3 separate regions of the Mus musculus genome follow, and regions 1 and 2 are each linked to region 3. Evidence: chromatin contacts called from public promoter capture Hi-C data. All regions are on one chromosome and are shown on one strand. Each heading gives the region's core, a stretch centred on a gene start, on an enhancer-like site or on the middle of the called end of the contact. The rest is flanking DNA. Distances are from core to core; before and after follow the strand shown. Region 1 holds the start of Slc7a4 (solute carrier family 7 (cationic amino acid transporter, y+ system), member 4). Region 2 holds the start of Smpd4 (sphingomyelin phosphodiesterase 4). Region 3 holds the start of Klhl22 (kelch-like 22).

The links. Capture Hi-C pulls out chosen DNA fragments and counts their contacts.
Region 1: a promoter capture Hi-C map of pancreatic islet shows a contact between it and region 3. The contact joins the promoter of Slc7a4 here to the promoter of Klhl22 in region 3. A contact is called at or near these places in 10 of 39 promoter capture datasets (the 3T3-L1 cell line, the C10 cell line, cranial neural crest and 5 more), 2 of 484 Hi-C or Micro-C datasets (germinal center B cells and liver), 1 of 115 datasets of contacts at active chromatin or transcription factors (pancreatic cancer cells) and 3 of 9 other capture datasets (adipose tissue, liver and pancreatic islet).
Region 2: a contact with region 3 is called in a promoter capture Hi-C map of adipose tissue. The contact joins the promoter of Smpd4 here to the promoter of Klhl22 in region 3. A contact is called at or near these places in 6 of 39 promoter capture datasets (the 3T3-L1 cell line, 3T3-L1-derived adipocytes, hippocampal neurons and 3 more), 1 of 484 Hi-C or Micro-C datasets (embryonic stem cells), 2 of 115 datasets of contacts at active chromatin or transcription factors (both in embryonic stem cells) and 4 of 9 other capture datasets (adipose tissue, embryonic stem cells, liver and 1 more).

Annotation. Positions count from the first base shown.
Region 1 is chr16:17,574,450-17,579,121 of GRCm38.p6, forward strand. Slc7a4 (solute carrier family 7 (cationic amino acid transporter, y+ system), member 4) reads right to left here and starts at 2,222. Exons shown (of 5, transcript NM_144852.3): 1 at 2,191-2,222; 2 at 503-1,516; 3 at 1-137. The coding sequence starts at 1,484. LOC115488657 (a long non-coding RNA gene) reads left to right here and starts at 1,430. Exons shown (of 2, transcript XR_003951946.1): 1 at 1,430-1,765; 2 at 1,965-2,308.
Region 2 is chr16:17,616,010-17,620,749 of GRCm38.p6, forward strand. Smpd4 (sphingomyelin phosphodiesterase 4) reads left to right here and starts at 3,345. Exons shown (of 19, transcript NM_001164610.1): 1 at 3,345-3,425.
Region 3 is chr16:17,757,974-17,762,132 of GRCm38.p6, forward strand. Klhl22 (kelch-like 22) reads left to right here and starts at 1,648. Exons shown (of 7, transcript NM_001359068.1): 1 at 1,648-1,721.

The sequences.
Region 1 (4,672 bases), core at 972-3,471, 180 kb before region 3:
CACCAGGATTCCTACCACAGGCACCTGTGTCCGGGGGTGTACACGGGCAAACACCTGGAAGAAGAGCCCATCGGCAGCCATGGCGTAGACAATGCGCGGCAGGGAGAAGAGGTTGCTGAGCAGGACGGTGTTCATGGCTGCAGCAGAGCACAGGGAGCAGTCAGCACAGCAGATAAGCTCAGAGCGGGCCACTGCTAGGCTCACAGATAGAATGTGTACTGAGGGTGTCAGCTTCTCACCTCCCACCCAGGACTGGGGCACTTCTGTTCAGGCCAATTAATGAACCTTTTGAAAGCTCGCCGTCTGCCTGTAAGCAGAACCTGTGCCACCAGACTGATATTCTGTGTACAATTTGTGGGGAGAGGGTCTGCCAGCAAGTCTGTGTTTTCATGAACTCATTATACAAGTAGTAAAGCTGGAGCATGGATAGAAGTATTTTGAGAGGTTTGGGGCAGGGCCCTCTACCTTGTCCCCTCCCACCCTGCCCAGAAGGGACCCTTACCACAGATAGAGCCAACTGCCACAATGAAGCCAGCCCAGCTGTAACCCCGCCTGTAGAAAGCATCAGCAAGCGCCGAGTCAGGGTCTAGGCTGTGCCAAGGTACCATGAGGGTTAACACAGTGGAGACCAGAATATAGGCACCAGCTGCCAGGCTGAGGGAGATGGCGATGGCCATGGGCACCGCCCACCGTGGGTTTTTGGCCTCCTCACTGGAGGCAGCAATAACATCAAATCCCACGAAGGCATAGAAACAGGTGGCTGTGCCAGCCAGGATGCCAGAGAAGCCGAAGGGTGCGAAACCACCTTCTTCTGCACTCCAGTTGTGAGGACGGGCCAGGATGAAACCCAGGACAATGATGAAGAGGATCACAATCAGACTGATGGCTGAGAACGTGTGATTAAGCCAGGAGGAGACTCGGGCTCCGCAGGAGACAAAGGCAGAAGCCACGAGTAAAATGCCAGCGGCCAGAAAATCTGGATAGTGAGCTAGGAAGGGCACCTGCCAGACGCCCAGGTGAGACTCCGTGAAGTTGCGAATGCTGTGGTTAAAGATGGCATCCAAATAGCCACTCCAGGCACGGGCTACAGCGGCACCTCCAATGAGGTATTCTAGAAGCACATTCCAGCCTATGAGGAATGCCCATATCTCCCCCATGGACACGTACGTGAATAGGTATGCTGAGCCAGTACGGGGCACACGGGCTCCAAACTCTGCATAGCATAGGGCCGCCAGCAGGGAGGCTACAGCGGCCACCAAAAAGGACAAGAGCACAGCGGGGCCAGCCATGTCCTTGGCCACTGTGCCTGTGAGCACATAGAGCCCAGATCCCACCATGCCACCCACACCCAGTAGAGTCAAGTCCAGTGTGGACAGGCAGCGCCGCAGTGATGTCTCCATGCTAGACTCTTCCAGTGGCTTCAGACGGTTCAGTTTCTGGCAGAAGCGTGCCAAACAGGCAGTACTGGGCAGTCCCCGGGCCATGGCAGACGGAGTACTGAACCAGTTTCTGGAACCTACTGGGGACAGACAGCGGGAATAACCAACCATCCTCCATTCTTTCATAGACAGCCCACCCCAGTCCTCGCCTCCTCTCCTTAGGAGCCCAGGTCAGCTGCACCATGGACCTACTTTAGAAGGCTTGAATGGGACGCGTGTCAGGGACTGTGGGCAGAGGGATAGAACGCATGGAAGTCCTTCCTGTCAGCTTTCAGGGCAGTGGAACTGGCAGAGAGAAGCAGACCTGCAGCGGACCTGCGAACCAGGTAGGTGGTTCTGTGAGTGAGTGGGAGGTTGCTTAAGAACAGGCTTGGAACAGGCTGCACCACGAGCAAGAAGAAATGGGAGGCTTCCCTGGAGCAGTGCCAGGTTGTCAGGACCCGGAACAGGAGCCGCTCCTGCAGCCGGGAACGTGGCCAAAGGGACATGGCCTCAGAGAAAAGCGATCACCCCCTCTTCTGCCAGGTTGGAGGAACAGCTCACCTGAAGCCAGGAGGCCAGAGCTGCAAGGGCCCCGATTCCCGATTCCCGGATGTGAAAGCTGTGGTGCACCTCCCCTCGCCATATGCTCCGCAGCCACAGCTGCTGAGGCTAGCTGCCTCCGCCATGTCCCTGTGCCCCTAGACGCCCAAGCCTTCTCTTGCATTTACGTTCCCGCAGCAGCGGTCCCTCCAGACCCGCTATGACCCACCTGCTGTCGCCGTCGCTGCCACCGTGCGCACTGCGCCTGCCCCACTAGTTTACAACGCCTGCGTGCAGGGCCCGCCCCTCGCTGCCAGGCGCCAGATAAACCCGAGCCTCACGACTCACATCACTGGTTGGGTTCTGTACAGGGTCCCCGCACCGCACCACGTCACGTATCAGAATAACCCTCTAAGCGAGTAAACTTCCAACATCGAGACTAGAGCTGACCTGGGTCCTAGGGCTTACTCCACATTTCATCCACCTCCCTAGGTGAGGAAGCCTGCTCGACTAACCTGCTGAGCCCCTTCTCTGGGTCCAGGTTGGGGGTAGAGCCAAGCCTGATACCGCCCCAGAGCAATTACTCTCCTTGATCTCCCTCCACCCCAACACAACTACAATTGGAAAACGTCCAGGTCCCCACCACGGAGCCTGCAAATGTCCAGCACAGTGAGATGAAGACAGGGGTCTGGCAGAGTGACCCTGGCACTCTAAACCTCAGTGGAGTGGCAGTAAGCACCTTGCACACTAGGCTAGAGAGGGCAGCCTTCCGGACGTGTTCTGTGAATTGGCAGAATTTACAAAGCTATTGTCTGTCTGGTAGTGTCCCATAAAAGGACAGTAGCCAGCATCAGAAGACAGCTTGCAACTCTACAGCAGGACTGCCACTTAGGCCCTCAAATATCAGTGACAGCCTCAGAGCACCTGACAGGACCTGGACATTCTTAAAGGACTCTCCATTCATGATAGCCAGCAGCTCTCCGCATTTGTCACCAGCGTTCCCGCCATCAGGGTGCCTGGGTCAGCTACGGCATAAAATCTCCAGAGTCCGCTTATGCTTAGCTCTGAGGAATCTTTTCTCTCTCTCTTCTTCTCAGATTGAAAACAAAGGTGGCAGCTAGGTAGGGTGACCTATGCCTGTAATTCTGGCACTTGGAGGATCAAAAGATTGAAGACCATGTATAAGTATGTATACATAGTTTTCATATATGTATGTGTGGCAATACATATGTGGTGAGGTGCTGACTTGTTGACAGCAAGACAATAGCCCAGCAAAGCCAAGTCGGGCAAAACCGAGGTAGGCATGTTTCTCCCAGAACTTTATATATTTGACCTACAATACATATCTAATGTAGTTAGTATGTATATGCAATAAAATAAACATACAACTATATAATATATACTTGATTATATATGATGATAGAGTGATATAAATACACCACTAAAAATCTATATTTCATACACACAAATATTCAAATTTATGGATGATTACTGGAAACTTAGGATGCAGTCTGCATGACTCATTCAGATGAGGACAAAGCGGTTGGGTGACATTCCAGATACACAGGGACACTTGGAACACTGTGACCTCCTGATAGCCAACATCATCTGAAGGTGCTGCTGCTGTTTAGCGCACTCCCCCATCTCCTCGCCCTCACTTCCTGGACTTAACCAAGCCAGTGCTCCTCATCATGAGACACTTCCACAAAAGCCTAGAAAGAAGCAAGCAGACCGAGAGACCTGGGCGTTTCTGTAGTGCTAACCTCATCTCACCGCCACCATAAGCACCAGCATACAACTGGCATTTGATGCTAACGCTGGGCGATGCAGCAATGTGTTCTACTTTCTAGTTATGAGGTTGAGCAAGTGCTGGACCTCAGTGAGCAAGGCCATGACACGGAGTAGCCTTCTAAGGATGCCGTGAAGAGGAAGCACCAGGGAAGACAGGAAGACGCATTTCCCACTGACTCTGAAAGGCCTGGAGTACCTGACACTAAAATGAACAGCACATGAGAAACTGAGCTCCCAGCCAGTAATATTTGGGTAGATCCAGGACTCCTCAGCAAAATGCTAGCAAAGAGCCAGAGAGACCGCTCAGCAGGCAGACACCTGCTGCCTACCATGAACATTTGAGTTCCACTCCCTAAGCTTGATGGAGAGACCTGACTGCAGTCAGTTGTCCTCTGACCTCTACATGTGTACTGTGGCATGTGCACATGCATGCATGCACACACATACTTGTACACATATTACCTAACAAGTCGTATTTTTTAAGATTTTATTTGTATTATTCTAATTATGTGTTTATGTGTGGGCAAGAGACATGTGCAACTCATACAGTGCCCACATATGCCATAAGAGGACACCTGATCCCCTGGAGCTGGAGTTATAGGTAGTTGTAGCACCTGATGTGGGTGATGGGAACTGAACTTGGGTCCTATACAAGAGCAACATGTACTCTTTACCACTGAGTCATCTCTCCAGACCCTAGTTTATTTATTTTTATTTTATGTACATTGATGTTTTAGCTGCAGGTATTGGCTGTATTAGGGTACTGGATTCCCAAAAGCAGGAGTTACAGACAGCTGTGGGTTGCCATGTGAGTACTGGGAATCAAACACAGGTTTTCTGGAAGAACAGCCACTGAGAAATCTCTCTAGCCCTAAAATCTTTTCAAAAGAAAAAATGCTAACAAATTACACACACACACA
Region 2 (4,740 bases), core at 2,095-4,594, 140 kb before region 3:
TCTGTGTATTTTTATAAGCTGTTGCTTTCATTTTCTTTGGGTTTTAATTTTTTGGGGGGAGGGGAGCGTGTAGCCTTGACTGTCCTGAGACTCACGGAGAATCTACCTGCCTCTCTCTCCACAGCACTGGGATTAAAGGTGTGTGCCACCACACTCAGATCACTTTTATTTTAATACCAGCCCTTTAGTGTGTTCAAACAAGTAGTGTTCCTTGACAATAGCACCCTCGAATGGCTCAGGGCCCTGACTAGACAATATAGCTCATGTGAGATTCCTAACTTCCACACAACAGAATGTGCCTTACACGTTCTGACGGGACATGTGTTTAAGACACATGGTTACTCTAAACCTAAACAGGAAGTGCTAGAATTACTCACCTTCCCTCCATGACCACAGACCATTTTGTTCAGCGTTGTGTGTGCACGTGTGTCTATGTAAGCCTTTTATATGTAAAAAAAATGTATGTATGTGTGGTGTACATGACCATGTGTGTACATGTTTGTATGTACATGTGATGTTGAATATGACCACACATGCACATGTTTATATGTATATGTGGCAGTGTGCATGACCATGTGTACACATGTGGAGGCCAGGGCAGAATACTGGGTGCCTTCCTTTTGCTCTTTGTCTTCTGGCCTTGAGACAGGGTCTCTCTCTGAACTAGAAGCTCACCATTGCAGTCATGCTGCTGGACCAGTAAGTTCTCAGCATCCATCTGTCTCTGCCCTGAAGTGCTGGGATTGTTTACAGGCATGCAAAGCTCCTCACACAGGTCAGGAATTCAAATTAGTTCCCCATTACAATGTTACCCATGGAACGATCTCAGGCTCCACTACTCTATACTTCTAAGGTCTCCCCTTTCTCTGCTATAAGAAAGAGCAAAGTGAAACCTTCACAGCTAAGCATGGAGCTATTCTGCAACCTCAGGTCTCTATTCTGTCCCAAGGCAGTCAGGTGGCTCTAGTACTGCAATTCATATAATAGAAATATAGGAGGTGTGTAGCCTGACCTGCTGTGTGGGTAGGAGCTGGACCTGGGCCTGGGAGAGGTACAGGTAAGGGGTTGCCTGCCCTGTTCTCAGAGTGCTGTCCTGAAGATGTAATGTCAGGGCAAGGACCAAAGTCCTCTTTATTCCTATGGCTGTAGAAGAAGGCATGATGAAGAGGTGGGGAGGAGTTAGGCAAACAGACCCTAGTCTGTTTGGACCAGTCCTTGATCCAACAGTACACTCCCTGAGGCGAGGCCAACTAGAGCCCCAGAAGGTAGATGGGTTTGCAGACCCAGGGTGGAGACCCACAGATAGGCTCGCCTATACATGCTGAGTTGAACTGCAACCCCCTAGCCACAGCCAGGAAGGAGCAAAAGGCTTACCTCTGACCTCAGGTCCCTGATGTAGGCAGAGACATGGACACAAAGTCATTAGCTGCTACTGAGCACACACGTCAGGAAGGAGGCGAGGGGAGCCAGGGTAAGATTCAGCAAGTCTGCCAAAAACAAATGCAGTATTCAGTGAGTCCTGTGGCATTCAGGGCAGACCTGTTCCAAGACTTGTCCAAGACTTGTCCACTGTGGCTATCTGGGTCATGGTCCTGAAAACCTAGCCTTTAATCCCATCACCCTGAAGGCAGAGTTTGAAGCCTGCCTGGTCTACATAGTGAGTTCCAGAAAAGAAACAAAACAAAACCCATAAAACAACAACACCAAAACAAAACAACAACAACAAAAATAAAGTGGGGAGCTGGGTGGTGGTGGCACATGCCTTTAATCCCAGTACTCGGGAGGCAGAGGCAGGCAGATTTCTGACTTCGAGGCCAGCCTGGTCTACAGAGTGAGTTCCAGGACAGCCAGGGCTACACAGAGAAACCCTGTCTCGAAAAAACAAAAAAGAAAAAGAAAAGGAAAGGTATGGGAACAGAAAAATAAATATAAATATTTGGGACAAGAGAGGAAGAGAGAGAGAGAGAGAGAGAGAGAGAGAGAGAGAGAGAGAACATGGACAGAGTATGTATCGTGCTGTGGTGGGGCTTTTTCAGAGTAGCAGATGAGATTTGGAAGAGTTCCAAAGCAGGCGTGTCTGCAGGGACTTGCAACCTGCCCAAGTCCATGCAGCCCATCTCCTTGGTGCTCAGCACCTTTTTCCCTTCATGCCCAGCTTTTGCAGCGTGGCCTCCCCCAGACCTGTGAAAGCCCTGAGTCTAGCCTCTGTCAGTCGAGCACCCTGAAAAAGGTGAGTGTTGGGCCCGCGTACCTCCTCCACTTCCCTCTCCCGCCTCTTCCCCTGACCACCACTCCCCACCCCAATTCCCTTCCACCCTGCAGAATTCGCTGCAGTCTAGCAGGTGAGGAGCCTCCACAGCGCCAGCTACTGGCCACCTCTTTCCTTGCCAGGCCCTGCAGCTCCCAGTCTGTAGCGGCTCCAACAACCCAGGGCAAGCATCCCGAGAGGTTTTTACATACTTGCTTGACTTGTTCTGAGTGCTTAATGTGAATAGGGCAGTATGTTAGCCATGGGAATGGTGTGGTGGAAAGCTGTCCGCTGCCTGACGATCAGATCCCTGATAGACGGATTTAGGTAGCAGCACCCAGAACCGTGCCTGGCATATGCTGGGTACTTGGTAAATCCTGTTGGATGATGGGTATTTAGGATTGCATGTACTTATCTATTTTGTGCAGGTTTCTTCCTTGAAGCACTCTTTAAGGGCTCTAAAAAAACAACTTTTAAAATTTTTATTAGCTTAAGAAGTATGAGGATTTTTGTTTTGTTTTCGAGACAGGGTTTATGTAGCCCTGATTGTCCTAGAACTCACCCTGAAGACCAAGCTGGCCTCAGAATCACAGAGATCTGCCTGCCTGCCTCTGCCTCCCTAGTGATGGGATTAAAGGCGTGTGCTGCCACCAACACCTGGTTTATTGGGGGTGGGGGTGTTATTTGTGTACTTGTATATTTGTTGGTTCTTAACCAGGAAGAATTCTTTCAAAGAAGTTTCAATTATTGATTGCTTGATTGTTTGTCTTTTCAAGACAGGGTTTCTCTGTGTAATCCTGGCTATCTTGAACCTCTGGCTTTGAACTCAAGAGATCTGCCTGCCTCTGCCTCCAGAACGCATGGATTAAAAGCGTGTGTCACCAGGGCAACAACCTCTTTCTAGAAACTTTTCATTTCATGTAGTCCCATTTTAATTCTCCAGGCTATTTCTGTGTCAGTGAAGTACAGTGTTGAAAAGTCTTGCCTATATCTATTTTTCTAGACGCGTATTCCTGTTGTCTTCTGTATTTCAGACCTTACTTTGATCCTCTCGGATTCCCGCCAAACTAAGGGGGCGTGGCACCCGGCGCAGCTTGATGACGACATTAGGCGCCGAGTGTCCGAATGGCGGCTCCCTTCTCTGAGAAGCTCGAGATTTGTGCTATCAGCACGGCAGGTGAGTGGCGGGAGCCGCGCGCGAGGCAGCCCAGCACCGTGCGGTTTTCTCGGGTCCCCGCCGAGGCTGGCTCCGTTCCTCCTCGAGCTGTGGGGGACTTGGGCCTCCCGACAGCTCGGCCTGTACGGGGCCGGCCGGGAGCCCAGGGCCCGGCTGCAACCTCACGCCGCTCTCCAGGGTCATGGCTTTCTGCCGCCTTCCTGCGTGGTCCTCGCAGACGGTCCGGGTAGGGGGTGGATGAACGCTCGATGTGAGAGTTGAGGGAGGGGGACTTGGAGGGAAAGTTGAACCTTGGGCTCAGCTAGCGATGTTTGGTAGTAGAACTCGTTGTGGGTTTAGGTTCTACCTTGCGACTTTCCCGAGCCTCAGTTTCCTCCTCTGTAATGTAATAGGGTAGTCTCGAAACTTTGGAGGTATAGGAAGTTGTGATCAACAAATGAGGGCACGCCGCAGCTTCTCAGAGTCAGCCGAGGGAGTTCTTGACAGTGGCGCGCTAAGCTTGGCTGGAGTTCGTAGTCATTAGAAACCTCAAAAACAGTCGCAAGCAGTTCTTGAAGAAAGTGGACTTTGAGGGGTCGACCGAAGCAAAGGCCTTCGGCACTGCATGCACGCTGGCTTCGGGCGTGGGTGACAGGGCCTAAAAGCAAGAGTATCAGTGTCGTTGCCCTATTCGTGGAATCGTGGAAAGACCTTCGTTAGACATCTCTGATTTTTCAACTGTCTGCTTCTTCTGAGGAGAGAGTTGACTTCTTGTCTCCTTTAGATCTCTGCCCTTATCGAGTAGTCCACAATTTTATGCTGCCCTGATCATTTCATGGTAGTTTGCAATGTAGGTCAGGACTGAAACATTTTCAGTTTTCCTTAACACTGAGACTGAATTAAGAATTGGAAAAAAAAAAACAAAACAAAACCCAAAACCTAAGAATTGTTTCTCTTGCCACATGGCAAAGATTGGTGGTCTTTCAAAACCACAACTGCCTTAAACTCCTACTGTCTGGCTTCTCTCCTTGCAGACTGGCATTGCCAGCTTAGCACCTTTTCTCCTGTAGTGAGCAGGGCTGAGACAGAAAAGCTATCACTAGTCCATCGGTGGCACACAGTAGGCTCTCTGCTCTTTCCAGCTCTTGATTGTTTTGTGTTTCTTACCATAGGCACTGGGAGGTAGGAAGCTGCAGGGCTATGCCTAATTTTTGGTGGTGAGTTCAAATTCTTCCTTCATAGAACTTCTTCATTTGTCGCAAGAAGCACACATTACTTGCTTCACCCTTCTCTTACAGACACGAGATTTGTAAGGAGTTTGCTAGACTCTTGGCTC
Region 3 (4,159 bases), core at 398-2,897:
CAGATGGCCTAAACCTCTTCCAGGCAGCCCAGCTGCTTTCTGGTTTGTCAAGGCAGCTGGTCTGGTCTGAGTCTACTGTGCAGCTTTTCTCCTCTGAGAGTCTTTTGTGCAGCTCAGTTTCACCTGTCTCAGCTTTTATTATTTCTCTGACAGGGAGGGACCAAGTGTATTTGGTCAGTTTCAAGGACTTCCTGAAACTATTTTGAATTTTTTAACCTTCCTGCTTAAGGAGTTTTTCTGAAGAATAGAATGCTCCAATCTTGGGGAAAACTGTTATACAAGGAGAAAACGAATCTTCCTTTCAAATCCAGAGACCAAAGTGGGCTTAGGTCTTTAGAATGGGAAGAGCTTCATACTATATAAACTAGGTTTGGGGCATAGACTTTGAGATTTCTTCCTATTCTGCTATTCTGTATCTCTAGAACTTTCTAGTGGGTGACCTGTTTCAGTTGTGTTTTCCGATAGTCAGAAGTGACAAGGGAGTGTTGTCTTCTACTTTTTGTTGGATCTCATATATTTGCTGATGGTATCTCTTGCTAGAATACTTTTATCATGGTCTAAAAGTCTCCAGCAACACAGGTGGAGTCATTTGGTCCAGGGAGCCCTGACAGGTAGAAGTTCACGTGCATTGGGTGCCTCCTTTTCTAGAGGCTGGGTCTTTTCATCTGGATCTATAGCTAGGCCTCCGGGCAGCAATTAGGGTTCCCCTAAAACAGCCTTTCTTTTATTCATTTTCTTCTTCCTTTTTTTCTCCCCCTTTTCATGAGGAGGCTTCCTTGGCGACATCTTTTCTCTTACATTCTCCACCATATTGAAACTACAATTTCCCCCCATCTATCTGTAAGAAGGCCCTACAGCTCCACTCTTGGATTCTGCTATAGGTATGCGCCCCTCAGAGTGTGGTCCTCCTCGAGGTGAAGCAGAGAAAAGTGGGTGTCCCCAGGACAGCTAGGGGCAGGTGAGTTTTGGGACTGGGAACCAGATTTACTCTGGAGTCTCAGAAAAGAGGAAAATCAACACTTGTCCGTACATAAAGCCTTTGCTTGTTTTCACTCTCCACAGCAAGCACCGGACGAGGAGCCTTCCAAAGTCTAAAGTACAATGACAGAAGAAACCAGGGAGCGACAAGGAGGAAATAAGAGGCAGAAGGAAGACCTCAGACAATAAATAGGGCTGTGAGGGAAAGGAAAACAGAAAGAGATAGAGAGGGTGGGAGCGACCTAGAGAGGAAGCAAGGAAGAAGCAAGAAGGAGGGGACAAGTGAGACGATGAGTGAAGTAATAGACGCACGATGAAGAGGGAAGGAAGTAATGCAGGAGAAACGAAGAAATGACTGGGGGAGGAAACGGGAAAGTGAGGGAAGGAAGGAGTCGATGAGGGAGATGGTGAGTGAAAGGGTGTGAAGAGACAAGCCAGTGAAGAAGCTATGAGTGAGAGAATGAGTGAGGGTTAGAATGAGGCCAGGAGAAAGGGAAAGAAGGAGGGCCTAGGTTTGCACCTTCAATAGGCACCTCGAGGGTGGAGCTTCCGGACAGCGGATCCTTCGGAAGAGCAGCCGGGGTCTGACCCTTCAGCCTCTTCCCGCCCCGCCCAACAGCGACCCCCCCTAGAGTCCCCTTGCGCCTGCGCGGCATCCCACGTGACGGAGAGGCTCCGCCCCCACCTCCAGCCTCCCGCCTCCCGCCTGCTGCGAGAGCGGCCTCAGCTTGCGGCAGCACCAGGTCAGCTGCGAGGCATGTACCGTGCGGGCCCGGCAGGCCTTCTTCGCCGAGCTTGTGCTGCACGCGGGGATGGGAGAGGGAGCGGGGATGGCGGAGGGCGCGGAGATCTGGGCCAAGTACCGCGGGCGCCTGGGGCGGGCACGGGCGACTGCCTGACGTGGCGGGGGCTTGGCCGGGCGACCCCCGGGCGTCCGGCGCGGGCCTGGCGCTGTGGCGCGGGCCCGCCGAGGCCTGCGCGTGGCTGAAGCGGACCGTGGCCCTCGCAGCCCGGTTGGTCAGGTTCTGTCGCCAGCCGTGGGTCCGAGTGTGGCCTCTGGCCTGTCCCCGTCCCTCGAAGCTATTCGAGCAGGGATTGCAACAGGCAGCGGGCGGGCCTGGCTGCCTCTCCCGGCGTGACCTCAAGCTCATCAGCCGCGGCTGCGGTTGTTGAGAGAAGCCGGAGAGCAAGCGCTGTCAGTGCAAAATCCCCGGATTGTACTAGTTTAGATCCTGTACAGGCCGAACGAACGGACCTGTCCGGGCGCAACGGGGCCACCTTCTGCCCGCGGCTGCTTCCTAGGGTAAGGCCTGATCTCCGAGATGCTCCTCGTCCGTGCTCTGGGAAAGAAGCCATAGAGCACGTCAACACCTCTTGGATGCTCCCTCCCACCCCCGTGGTAATAAGGACCCGCTCCCTCTTCTGCTCTTCCCAAGCTGCTGTTTTTCCTTTTGTTGCACACCTTACGTTGTGGTTCAGATGCGTTGAGGACAGATACGGAATGGGAGCCCCCACAGAAGGTTGAGGATGCCTTTCCAGTAAATGATTCCTTGAAGATTCCTCTAAAATTTGTTTCAGTGCACAGCTGTTTGTAGTAGCAAACAATGGTAGGGAACCTAGTTTATATGTGTGAGAGGGGCATGAAGTTATAAGCAGAAGCTAAAGGAATGTGTAGAGGAATATCTTAGATCTGCAGTCACCGTAGTCTCCTTAATGTTTTGTCGTTTAAAAAAAAAGAGTGAAGCCAGGTGTGGTGGTCCCTGCCTTTAATCCCAGCACTCTGGAGGTAGAGTTCTGTGAGTTTGAGGCCAGGCTGATCACCAAAGAGTTCCGTGACAGCGAAGGCTGTTAGAAACAAGTGGTCTGTATGTGCACCTGGGTGAAGGTGCTCTAGAGACCAGCAGAGGGCGCCTCCACCCGATGTCAGCGCTGGGAGCTCCAGTTCCGGGCAGGAATAGTTTTGCATTAAGTGCACTGAGCACTCTAACCCCACCTCTTCCTTATAGGCAACTTTGTGATCTTTTTGTATCAGCACTCCGGAGTGGTGGAGTTACAGATCTGTTACCATCCTGTCTGGCTATACCAGAGATTCTGGATGTTGTTGCATTCTTGATTGTACTGAATTTCTTTTCTTGAGCTTTTCTTGTGCTCTGCCTGTCCAAAGGAGTAGCCATCTGTTTTACTGTACTTGTTTTTGTGGTGGCCGTTTAGAGAGCAGATGATATCCATCCCCTTCCAAGAGGGCAGACAGGCTGCTCAGCTGACAACTGTGAGGACCACCTCCACATGTGCATGGTGGGGGAGGGTCAGTGTCTGTTAGGACAATTAATCACCCACAGATGGGGAAGCCTTCCAGGACTCTGAGGTTTGGAGATAGCAGCCAGAGTTTGGTTAGCAGATATTGCCATAGAAACTAACCCTGAGTTGCTTGTGAGACAAACTGTCAAGGGTAGAGAAGACAGGTTCACTATCAGAGCATGTTTTTTTGAGATTGTATGAAGGTGCTAGGTAGATGTGATCAACTAGAGTCACGGCCAGAATAGGACTATGAGAAAAGAACACAGTTCTGTTCAGAGGACTTCAGGTGTCCCTATGGGTCTAAGAACTGGCAGTGGGGCAGGCAGGAGAAGGAAGTGAGGTTTTGAGCTAAGTCACAGGGAGCCCCAAGTATGAAGCAGTGAGATAGCACTTGGTAAGTAACTATAGTATGATCACAGGAGTATTTTTGGTCCCCTGTTCAGAGGAAACTGGGGATGTTGATGTTGAAGCAAGACGAGAGTTAGGGAAATCCTTTGGAACAACAGTCCTATGCTGGGACTCCAAACAGTGGCCACTGGAAAAAATAAGGGGATGACTGCAAGATATAGGAGGAGAATCAAGAACAAAGGATCTTATAAAACATAGCCTTAAGAAGAAAAAGAGATCGCTGAGACTAGGAGGTTTCAGGTAGAAATGTAGTGTGTAACTGACACAAACAGACTAGTTAGAAGGGATTCTGGCTGGAGACGCCATTGAGAATACGTGCCCCGGGGACAGGGTGCACTGAAGGAAGGGAAGAAAGAGGTCAGGAGAGGAGCAATTATTCTAAGGTAGAGTTCCAGGCTGGAGGGATCCTAACCCAGAAATAGTTGGCAAGACATAATATAACCATCTCCAGGGCCTTGTGAGAAGGCATCTGGTT